Regions from separate parts of the Sus scrofa genome. Here region 2 is linked to region 1. Evidence: chromatin contacts called from public Hi-C data. All regions are on one chromosome and are shown on one strand. Each heading gives the region's core, a stretch centred on a gene start, on an enhancer-like site or on the middle of the called end of the contact. The rest is flanking DNA. Distances are from core to core; before and after follow the strand shown. Region 1 holds the start of SAT2 (spermidine/spermine N1-acetyltransferase family member 2). Region 2 holds the start of DNAH2 (dynein heavy chain 2, axonemal).

Evidence for each region. Hi-C and Micro-C count contacts between places; a contact is called where the count stands out from the background.
Region 2: a Hi-C map of embryonic fibroblasts shows a contact between it and region 1, with 4 times the contacts expected there. The contact joins the promoter of DNAH2 here to the promoter of SAT2 in region 1. A contact is called at or near these places in 1 of 5 promoter capture datasets (fetal liver), 7 of 47 Hi-C or Micro-C datasets (alveolar macrophages, embryonic fibroblasts, heart right ventricle and 3 more) and 2 of 2 datasets of contacts at active chromatin or transcription factors (alveolar macrophages and skeletal muscle).

What each region holds. Positions count from the first base shown.
Region 1 is chr12:52,910,731-52,916,500 of Sscrofa11.1, reverse strand. SAT2 (spermidine/spermine N1-acetyltransferase family member 2) reads left to right here and starts at 3,187. Exons shown (of 6, transcript NM_001129962.2): 1 at 3,187-3,463; 2 at 3,633-3,684; 3 at 3,817-3,900; 4 at 3,998-4,099; 5 at 4,241-4,281; 6 at 4,415-4,776. The coding sequence starts at 3,398. The coding sequence ends at 4,582. It overlaps SHBG (sex hormone-binding globulin), which reads right to left and starts at 1,790. Exons shown (of 7, transcript XM_021066315.1): 1 at 1,766-1,790; 2 at 1,166-1,263; 3 at 24-141; 4 at 1-21. The coding sequence starts at 1,790.
Region 2 is chr12:52,979,836-52,985,605 of Sscrofa11.1, reverse strand. DNAH2 (dynein heavy chain 2, axonemal) reads right to left here and starts at 3,389. Exons shown (of 89, transcript XM_013981316.2): 1 at 3,293-3,389; 2 at 1,402-1,572. The coding sequence starts at 1,558.

The DNA.
Region 1 (5,770 bases), core at 1,938-4,437:
CAGGGAAGAGCAGCCCCCCAGCGCCATCGTCAGGATGGGCTGGGGTTTGTTATCGCGTGGCCCGGAGACCTGTCTCAGATGCGGCACCTGCTCCCCATCCACCCCCGGAAGCACGGAATCCACGTGGATCTTCTCTTCCACCTGCAGGAAGAACAGGAGAAGAATCAGAGCCCCCTGGGGCCTCCCTCCGCGGCTTTCTTCAGAGACAGCCTAGTATGGCAGAAGGAACACGTACTTGGAAGAGTCAGCTGGGGGAGTTCCCGTCGTGGCTCAGTGATTAACGAATCCGACTAGGAACCATGATGTTGCAAGTTCGATCCCTGACCTTGCTCAGCAGGTTAAGGATCCAGCATTGCTGTGAGCTGTGGTGCAGGTTGCAGACTTGGCTCAGATCTGGCGTTGGTGTGGCTGTGGCATAGGCCGGTGGCTTCAGCTCGATGAGACCCCTAGCCTGGGAACCTCCATATGCCATGGGTGCAGCCCTAGAAGGAAAAAAAGACCAAAAAAAAAAAAAAAAAAAAAAAAAAAACCCACACAAAACAAAACTGAAACAGATTCACAGACATAGAAAACAAACTTATGGTTACCAAAGAGGAAAGGGGGGAGGGCTAAATTGGGAGTTTGGGACTAACAGATACACACTACTACACATAAAATAGATAAACAACAAAGTCCTACAGTGTAGCTCAGAAAGCTATATCCAGGATCTTGTAATAAACTATAATGGGAAAGAATCTGGAAAAGAATATATACATATAAAACTGAGACACTTGACTGTATACCAGAAACTACCACAACATTGTTAATCAACCCTACGTCAATTAAAAGAAAAGAGGAGCAGTTCCCGTCGTGGCTCAGTGGTTAACGAATCCGACTAGGAACCATGAGGTTGCGGGTTCGGTCCCTGCGCTTGCTCAGTGGGTTAATGATCTGGCGTTGCCGTGAGCTGTGGTGTAGGTTGCAGACGTGGCTCGGATCCTGCATTGCTGTGGCTCTGGCGTAGGCCGGTGGCTACAGCTCCGATTCGACCCCTAGCCTGGGAACCTCCATATGCCGCGGGAGCAGCCCAAGAAATGGCAAAAAGACGAAAAAAAAGAAAAAAAGAAAACAGCAGCTGATGGAGAGAGGGTGAGGTCAGAGGACTAGGTCAAGGAACGAGGTCAACCTCATCCTTTGTGATCTTGGTTAGGCTAAAGGTCCTGATGGTGACAGGCTCTTGTCCATGGCCATTTCGAGGCACAGAGCAGGAGGGTCCTGAGGCCTCTGTCAGAGAGAAAAATTATTAAGTTGAAATAAGGACAAGCCAGAGACAGATGGAGGGAGCGAGGGAGGGAGCGAGGCACTGCTCCAAGGCAGGAGGAGGACAGAAAGAAGAGTGCAGGGCTGAGCCCCTCTCTGCCCAGCACCTGATCAGGAGATCACGTCTCAGGGCCTGTTCTTCATGGCTGGGAGGTGGCAATGGTGGCCGCAGCAGCCCACGCCATGTGGCCCGAGGCCCTCTGCTCTCCATAATCAACCTCGGCCTTCTCTGTGCCTCTGACAACTCTGGGGAGAATGCGTGGGGGCAGGCAGCCCTGGCACATGGTTGGGGAAGGGTTAAAGGTTGCTGGCGGTGGGGAGAAGTGGGGGAGACAGGGCCCCTGACCCTCCTGCCCCTCTGAGGACCACCCTCCCACACTGCGGAGAAATTGAAGAGCTGGAAGACGACACCTACTTCCCCTCTCCCTCTAGAGCCTGACCTGGGTCCTCCAAGCCTTCCACCCACCTGCGGAGGCTGCCTTGACAACCATGAGCTCTAAAAGCAGTCCTGCCTGGCTCCCCAAGTAGCATCCTCCGTGAGGTCTACAGCTGAGACATGGAACCTCAAATACTAGCTGGGTGACTGTGGGCAAGTCACCCCACTGTCATGCTTCAGTGTCCTCCTCTGTGAAACGTGAAAAATAATACTTTATGGGGTTACTGTGAACGAGGATGAATGGGGATAATGCAGGCACAGCGCCTGGTATCTGCTCTGAGCTCCTTCCTCAATATTCTCACAAGCTCTGAGGTTTGCCTCATAGGGAGGTATTGTCTTTGTATCCACTGACTGATTCAGCAGATACTGAGAGACTCCCCCCCCCAAGCCCCCACCCCCCATTATCTTCCCTTATCAGTTTCCTACAAGGCCTAACCATTTACCACCAGAAATTCATCACCCTCTCCCTGATCCATTTTATTTTATTATTTTACCTTTTTTTTTTTTTGTCTTTTCTAGGGCCACTTCCGTGGCATATGTAGGTTCCCAGGCTAGGCGTCAAATCGGAGTTGTAGCCCCTGGCCTATGCCACAGCCACAGCAATGGGGGATCGGAGCTCCATCTGTGACCTACACCACAACTCATGGCAACGCTGGATCCTCAACCCACTGAGCGAGGCCAGGGATCAAACCCGCAACCTCATGGTTCCTAGACAGATTTGTTAACCACTGTGCCACGACGGGAACTCCTATTATTTTATTCTTAAAAAAAATTTGTTTGGGAGTTTCCGTTGTGGCTCAGTGGTTAACGAATCTGACTAGGAACCATGAGGTTGCGGGTTCGATCCCTGGCTTTGCTCAGTGGGTTAAGGATCAGCGTTGCTGTGAGCTGTGGTGTAGGTTGAAGACATGGCTCGGATCCTGCATTGCTGTGGCTGTGGTACAGACTGGCAACTACAGCTCTGATTTGACCCCTGACCTGGGAACCTCCATATGCCACGGGTGCGGCCCTAAAAAGCAAAATGAATAAGTAAATAAATAAAAATAAATTATAGTTTATTTTGCAATGTCCCTGGCCTATTTTAAAATACAAAGGCTCCTAAGAGAAGTAACACTTTGAGCCAGAAGGAGGTTTGGGGCTCGTCCCAGGTGGGTGGGCTGGAATGGGTGAGTTTGAGTAAATGGTACAGCAGATTCTGCACACTTCAGTTAAAGAAGGTGTCTTTTGAGCCGTGGGCTTTCTCTCTCCGGTGGAGCCTGGAACACCCAAAAAACCGCGAAGAAGCCTCGGCAGTCCAGCCTTGACCCCTGCCCAGAGGCGCGGTCACGAGACCTGGTCAAGGGGGCTGGGCTGGGGTGGGCGGGGACATGCCTTCTCTGCAAGCTGATTGGCTGATTGGTGCGCGCCTGCCCCTGCCGAATTTAGAGGCTACCAGGCAGTGAAGACCCCTCGCCTAGTCGCTGTCGCTCCCCCCGCAGTAGCCGGAATTGGACTTCGGCTTTCCAGCCCGCGGCTCCTTCACCGCCTCGCTTCCCACCCGTGCCCCCGGCTTCCCGGGATCCGAATTTGTAGGCCTCTTAAAGGGTCCCAGTTGCTCTTCGCCCGGTGCTCCAGAGCGGAAGTGGGGGTCCTGGACTTTGGTCCCAGACGTTGAGGATCGGAATGGCTTCCGTGCTCATCCGAGAGGCCAAGGAGGGAGACTGTGGAAATATCCTGAGGATGATTCGGGTGAAAGATGCGGGCCGGAAACCAGGGTCCCAGAGGGGGTCAGAGCGGCGCGGCGGGAGTGGGGCGGGAAGGAGAAGGTGGGAGCAGAGGGAGAAGGGCTCCCTGGGGTCCTGCTCGGGGAGCAGGGAGACCTCCTGCCTTAATCTTGTCTCTGCCCCCCACGCCATAGGAACTCGCCGAGTACGAGAAACTGTCCGACCAGGTGAAGATCAGTGAAGAAGGTAGAGGCCCAACACCTGGCTCCTGCTGGAGGCTGGGGAGGGAGTGAGGGATGAGTTCAGGCAGTAGCTCCAGGCTGGGCACACATCCAGGCCTTCTCTCTCTATCTCTTTGTCGCAACTCCCATCCTGCAGCCCTGAGAGCAGACGGCTTCGGAGAGAATCCTTTCTTTCACTGTTTGGTAGCAGAGATTCTTCCTGCCCCTGGGGAGCCACAGGGTAAGAACATCCCGACCTCAGAGGGGCCCCCTGCAGTCAGCCTCAGAGGTCGCTCCCCCAGGCGCCCAGTCACCTGCCCTTCTTTTTTCTCTCTCAGGGTCTTGCATGGTGGGCTATGGGCTGTACTACTTCATCTATAGCACATGGACCGGACGGAATATTTATCTGGAAGACATCTACGTGAAGCCAGAATATCGGGGTACTGGGCAAGACTGGGGTGGGAAGAAATCATCACCCCATAGACTGCCCCATCTTTTGCCCCTTAATCGTAGCCTGTGGTCTTTTCTGATCCCCTTCAGCTCAGACAATCCCTCTTTTTGCTTTTTTCTCCCTACATCAGGTCAGGGGATTGGTTCCAAAATAATCAAAAAAGTGGCTGAGGTGAGGAGAGGGGTGGGGCTACAAGCTGGGCCCTGGCAAAGCCAAGCCAGATGGGAGGCACCTGGGTTGAATGGCAGGTGAGAAGGCCTTTTCCTTTTTGACCCCCGGAAAGTGAGCGATTCTTCTCCCATAGGTGGCCCTGGATAAGGGCTGCTCCCAGTTCCGCCTGGCAGTCCTGGACTGGAACAAGAAGGCCGTGGACTTGTACAAGACCCTAGGAGCCCGAGATCTGACGGAAGCGGAAGGCTGGCATTCCTTTCGCTTCGAGGGAGAGGCAATGAGGGAGTTGGCAGGAAAGTGACATTATCCCTTGGGGATCACTCTTTTGGCTTCTCCAGCCCCACCAGCTCAAGCACTCCTCAGAGACTGTCTCTACGGACCAAGGCCTCCCTGAAGGAAGGAGGATTGGTGGTGAATAGTCCCAAAGGGAAGGAGCAAAGTGAGGAAGAGGCCTTGCCACCCCCTTGTTCAGGGTGAAAAATAAATGAGAATTTCTATGTGTCGATGTGGTGTTGGGGAGGGGAGTTGAGGACGCAGTAAGCATCGGCTACTTTAAGATCCTTTCTCAGTGTTCTGCCTGGTGGCCGTTGCTCCTGGGGGTAAAAGGGGGCCTAAGATGACTTTGACCCTCAGTGGACCAGAGTATGGGCTCTGGTCTGTGGCATATAGAGGAAAGGGGAGCAAGGGGTCAGTTTGCACACTGGGTGTGTTGGTCATGTTTGGGACCCAGACAAAGGCCTTCCGTGTTGGGACCCTGCTGTGCGGAATCCAAGACAGAGGCCGGCCCACTGACCTAACAGATGGAACAGGCTGCCACCTGGTGGCGGCATTTTCAGGGGCACCAGGAAAGACCGTTTGCCCCAACTTAAAAAATTAACTCAGCTAGCTAGTGCCTTTTCTTTTTCAAAAGTCACAAAGCCATTACTTTCAGTTCAGCAAAACCGAAACAACCTTAAGGACCCATGGAGATGGGAAGGTAAACAGATTAGTTTCCCACTTTCATAATATTTTATTGCACAAGCATATATAACTTCTAGGTTTGTTATCGACAAGTTTGAACAGACATTTAAAAATAGAATCTTGGCGTGCCCGTGGTAGCTCAGTGGTTAACGAAACCAACAAGGAACCATGAGGTTGCAGCTTCAATCCCTGGCCTTGCTCAGTGGGTTAAGGATCCAGCATTGCTGTGAGCTGTGGTGTAGGTCGCAGACGCGGCTGGGATCCCCCGTTGCTGTGGCTGTGGTGCAGGCCGGCGGCTACAGCTCCCATTAGACCCCTCGCCTGGGAACCGCCATATGCCGTGGATTTAGCCCTAGAAAAGGAAAAAAAAAAAAAAATAGAATCTGGAATAGAATTCCCTGGTGATCTAGTGGTTAGAATTCACCACTTTCACCTCTGTGGCTTGGGTTCAATTCCTGAGCTGGGAACTGAGATCCCACATTAAGCTGCTGCATGCAGCAGCCAAGAAAATAAGAAATAAAAATAAAGT
Region 2 (5,770 bases), core at 2,140-4,639, 69 kb before region 1:
TGGGCATTAGGATTTCAACACATGAATTTGGGGGGGAGGGGTGCAAACCTTCAGACCATAGCAAGCTCCCTCTGTCCCCATCGGAACAGGCCTCAACCCCTGCCCAGCTCCGAGGCGTACAGGGATTACTGTTCATTCCAGGGCTGCCTGGAGGCCCAAGTCTTCTCTGAACCTCTATCAGGTGTCAGCCAGAGAGCTCCACATCAAACAAGAAAAGGCTTAGAGCTAAGGCACTCGGAGGGCCTTGGTGTTTGGTGGTCAGTATTTTATTATTTTTATTATTGTTAATATTAAAGTATAGTTGATTTACAATGTTTCATCAAGTTCTGCTGTACAACAAAGTGACCCAATCACACACATCTCCCTGTGCTGTACAGGTGGTCAGTGTTTTCACTGAGAAGCTCCTTCCCTTCCCGCCCCGGAGGGTTCTCCGAATTGAACCTCACTGCCTCCCCTCCTCCCTTCCCCCCTCCTGGGACCCAGCGTCCTGGAGCCAGTTCCATTTTAAACTGATTTTAAGAGAACTCAAAAGGAAAAAAATTGCCCATTTCTAATGTCTAGATCCCAGGGCAAGGCCTTTCTCCCGCGCCCAGGCTTTCTCTCTCAACGTTTAATATTAAAAAAGGATTCTACTTCTCTTTCTCCCCGTCTTGACAGGCTGCTGGCAGTGTAAAGAAGCCCCAGGTAAAAGGGGAGGCCTATACTTAGCTCACAGCCATACCCACACTGGCCCGTGCTCTCAGGACAGCCCAGCAACAGCTACCAGAAACCTTCCAACCCTACTGGCCCCAGCTCACCCACCAGGGAGGAATCTCAGATCAAAGCCACAAGAGGCAGCCTCTTTAAACTCCTTTCTTCCTCAATCTAGACGTCAGGCTTCTTTTCCTGTGGCCCTGAACCTGAACCTCCTTCGTCTACCAGGGCCCTGCCAAAATGAGGGCGGAGATACAAGAGCCTTCAACAGATGGGAGAAAGCATCCGTCGGGCTTAGGATTCAAAGGATGGCAAAGCAGCCTGAGTCTCCATGGTGATGGGCTTAATGGGAGGAAAACATTATTTGTTTTGCCACCCAGGGTGAAAACGGGAAAAAGGAAGAGATCAAACCCTCTTCACTGGGGTAGGAGGAACCAGGAACACTTGCAACAAGGAGGAAGAGGCTACGAGAGAGGGCTGGCTAGCGAGCTCTCGGTGAACTGGGGGGGAATTTTAAGACAGAAAGAACAAGTATAAGGGTGGTCGGGGGGGGGGGGGGAACACAATACAAGGGACCTAGCGGCAGCGGCAGATCTGAGATTCCACCCAACCCCTTGCTTTTGATCCAAAAGCAAGAGAAGCTGCTCCCAGCCCCAAGACCCTCTTTAAATAATTCTGCCTCCAAGCCCCTCCCTAGCTTGGACCTACCAAGCTCCTCCTTGAGAGACTCGGGCTCCGCCTGGGACTCCCTGCTGGCCGGCGGGGTGGTCTCCTCGGCCTGTGGGGCCAGCGCAGCCTGGGCGGCTCGCCGGCGAGCACTTCCCCGGCCACTCACTTTCCTCTTCTTCTCAGCTTTGCTGGACATCGTGTAGACAAAACCTGCAGACACAGGGAAGCTGGGGGTCCACAACCGGATCCCCCCTGTCTTTTCCCTGGGATAGTCTACTTTCTTTGACACATTGGGTTAAAAATCAAAGTCAGTCCCTCAAGGCCTCAGGAATAAGTGGAAGCTAAGGATGATGGCCCAGGAGTTCCTGTTGTGGTTCAGTGGATTAAGACCATGACTAGTATCCATGAGGATGCTGGTTCGATCCCTGGCCTCACTCAGTGGGTTAAGGATCCAGAGCTAGCATGAGCTGTGGAGTAGGTTGCAGACACGGCTCAGATCTGGTATTGCTGTGGCTGTGACGTAGGCCAGCAGCTGCAGCTCCGATTTGAACCCTAGCCTGGGAACGTCCATGTGCCATGGGTCTGACATTAAAAAGAAAAAAAGGGGGGCCCACCCCACTAATGAGGAGTCAGGAACCTCTGCCCAGAGGTGTAAGGTTCTCATGAAAAGATCTACACGCTGAGGTGTGGTTGCACAAACCGTCAGGGCCGTGGATGAGTGGGAGGGCACAGGGAGGGGAAGACTGTCCCCACGTTCCACACCTTTTGTCACTGTGTCAAGTTACCAAGCAACAAGATGATTTTCCCATGTCCTTCCTTTCCTCCCAAGTTCCCTCCCCCCAAAGAGGGGGAAACAGAAAAATGCCCCCTCTCCTCCCACTAAAATCTGCAACCTCCTTAAGCAAAGAAACGACAGCATTTGCAACACGTCTCTTTAGCTTTTCCTTCCTGGGGGTAGGAACCCCCTCTCTTTAGCTTTTCCTTCCTGGGGGGTAGGAACCCCGCTCCGTGGGTACTGAAAAGGTCTCTTAGCACAGGCTGGCTGAGTCATTCCGAGCTAAGGGATAATGAAGGTGAAGAGCAGGATTCTAGATGCCCTGAGAACAGACTGGAGGAAGGAAAGACAAACGTCACCCAATGGCGAATTTCAAATGGTGTCTGGGGAGGGGAGAAGAGGATGGGGGGTGGTGAGGAAGGCCCCAGCAGCGTTTCTCTCCGAAAAGGAGGACGTCGGGGGGCCGGGCATCCCTGGCGGGCAAGGTCTGATTCGCGGCCATTCCCTCTTCACTCAGCTCTGGCCTGACAGCCACCTGTGGCTTTTCTTTCTCATCCCCACAGGCTGCCGCCGGCATTGATCAGAGGTTATGAGTTTCAAACTTGAAGGCTGTGCTCCAAGGAAAACGGTTCTATTAGGCCAGCACATCAATACAGCCAACTGGGGCAGGGCGGCTTCGGGCTTCCGCCACCCGCCTCCAGAGAAGCGACAGGCTGCGCTTCCCCGCCTCCAAGTGGAGCCTCGGGAACATTCCGCTGGCCAGGCTGGGAGCCCTCTCCCCACGGGGTTCACGCCATGGCCCCACTCCGAGACCCCAGGAGGAGCTTTCCACGAGCCTGGGACTCTTTCTATTACTCGGGAAACACCGCAGCGGGCCGGCCCTCTCCTCCGACCCCCAGTGGCTGCCAGCGAGCCAGTTTCCCCTCCCAGGAGCTTCCTCACACAACTGTCACAACCGTCCCCGCTTCTTCATCTCAACTCCAACTGCCCCTTCCTCTCCCCACAACTGCCCCTTGCTCTCCCCTCCCCCACAGCTGCCCCTTTCCCCGCCCCCCTCAACTCTCCCTCCTACCCCCTCACCGCTGCCCCTTCTTTCCGCACCTCCCGGCTCTCCCGGGCATTCCTCCCCTCCTCCCCTCTGCCCCCGACACACACCTCACGACGCCGACCCTCTCCTCCCTAGGCCGACCGACCGGCCCCTTCAGCTAACAAGTTGCCCCGCGTGGCCCTCTCGGGCCCGCGCCTGCACGCGTCACCATGGCAACCGAAGCGGGAGGGGGCGGGTGGCTGGGGCGCGAGCCCGCGAGCTCGGCCTCCTGGGCGCAGGCGCAGTGAAGTCCGGACCCCAGGCTCCCTGCCCCGCTGGTCCCGTGTCTCCCCGGCGGGGACCAGGGGCAACAGGGCTGGGGGGCAAGGGAAAGCTGCCAGACCTGGCAGGCTGGAGGGTGGCGGGGGGTCTGGTCGGAACACAGGCTGGAAGGCCTGGGGCTGGGAACAATGAGCAGCCTCCTGCAGGACACCAAACAGGCTGGGGGAACCTGAGCGCCCGACCCCGCGCCGGGGTCTGTGGGCTCCATCCCGGGCGAGTCCAGCAGATGGCGCCGGGGGTTCCGCCGGCGAGGCTCACGCGCGCCCTAGAAGGCGCTCCAGGATTTCGAGGCAGCCGTGGCTGCAGCTGAGTCCGGGGGAAAAACCGGGGCTGGAGCACCTCTGCCCTCCTGCTTGTTCCCCCTTCTTAGTTCGGACTGGGGTCTAGGATCGCCTGGCAGCGCGGGGCGGGGGAAAGAGGGAAGAACGGAACTGGAATTTGGGGAATCTGAGGATTGGCTTTGGAAAGCGTCGCTCGTTTTGGGGGGACAGGAGGCGGGGACTCTCTGGGGAAGGTGACCGGGCCGGGGAGGGGCTCGGCTCTCCGTAAGAACAAAGGCTGAGTCCTGGGGAAGCGAGGACAGGGGTGTGAGAAAAGGGGCAGACCGCCGCAGGTGCTAGGGGGCGCTGCGGGCTGGGGCTGCCCGGAGAAGCGCCTGGAAGACTGAGCTGTACCTGGGGCTGGTAGAAGCTCTAGGGAGGCCTGGGAGATCCAGAGAAGAAGCGAATCTGGGGGATGGGAAGGCACCCTCCCTGCTTCCATCAATAGTGCCTAATTAAGACAAAGCCAGCAGCGAGCCACTGATTACATTTCCATGAAGAGCTAAATTGATGACATTTTCTTCTCGGGATGAGGAGAGAAGCTGGCACCTCAGTTCCCCCTTTTCCTGGGCGGTGTTCACACCTGACGGATCTCATTATGCCAGTCTGGCACCGCGAGGAGTGGCAGACCCTGGTACTCCTGTAGGGCCCATCCACACTTAGACCCAGCTTAGCTCTCACCATCCTGCCTACCACATTTTTTCCCCCAGAATTGACAACCCCTGGCCCTTGGCATCACGAGAGCCCCATTATCCTTAAAGTGGGTTTCTGGGCTCCTGCCCAGCCCACACTCCTGTTGCCGACAGCAAGGATTGAAGGAGAGAGGGGTCCTGCCACACCCCAAAGCCAGCTGCACAGGAAGCAGATGGAAGTGGGTGATCTTCTAACCAGTTAGGCAGAGGTTGGCAGAGAAGTGACGGTGATTGGTTCAGTCCCCCAAAGGAGTGAAGATTTGAAGGAAGGGCTAACCTGGGGAGACTTGCGGGCAGGGCTCATGACTTCCTCAGAGAAGGGAATGCTGTGTAGACCCCATTTCTTTTCTGAACACCCCCCCAACACACACACAACCTTGGCTGTGCCTAGGGATCCCAGCCCCCTACATTATGCTAAATAGGTAATCAAACATCTTGCTTTGCTAATTACTGCTCAATCCGATTAAACACTGCTGAAGCTCATCAACAGAGGTGGAGGTAGGGGGAAGGGCTGAAGCGGGGCAACCACAGCTGTGACGAGGTCCTGTCCCCAGCTCCTCCAGGGGGCCGCTGAGGAGCAGCCGGGCTACCTCTGGCCCAGGACCTCCCAAAGGAAATGAGCAGAGGGGTTGTGGCCCAGGACCCTTCATCTCACTGCGTCCTCCCAGTCTCAGGCTTTCCCTCCTCCCCGAACCCTCATTACCCTCAGAACCCAGGCATCCGGCCATTCCCACAGCTCCCCACACACACCCCTGTCCCAGCTTTAATAAGTTCTCTTCTCTCACTGTCAATATTTGATTTCTCCGAGCCATCTCCACGGAGAGAGGGGGCTGTTCCCCTGCTTCCCCCCTACCTTGGCCCTTTCTTGCCCACCCCAGTCTCTTTGTGCCCCCAACCTTCTCTGAACCAGCTGACTTAATGAAATGATATTAAAGTCTTAAGCAACTCCAAAAGAATGGTTGTTATGGTGAAGGGAGTGGGCAGGACGCCTGGGTCCCTGAGGGGAGCAAGGGCTGAGGAGGGGGGAGAGTGAGCCAGAGGCTAAGGTCCCGAGGCCCCAGTCCCCATGGGGGAGCAGAAGATTTAGGGTGACCTGGGGGCTGGCCTATGGATCGTGGGGGGAAGTGGGGAATCAGGGCTGGGGGCTAAGAGAAGGTGAAAAGGGAGAGGACCTTCCTGGGGTCCAGGTCTCAGCCTGCTGTCCAGAGCATCCATCAGGGATGGAGAGGCCAGGGGGGCACAGGGCCTCTGT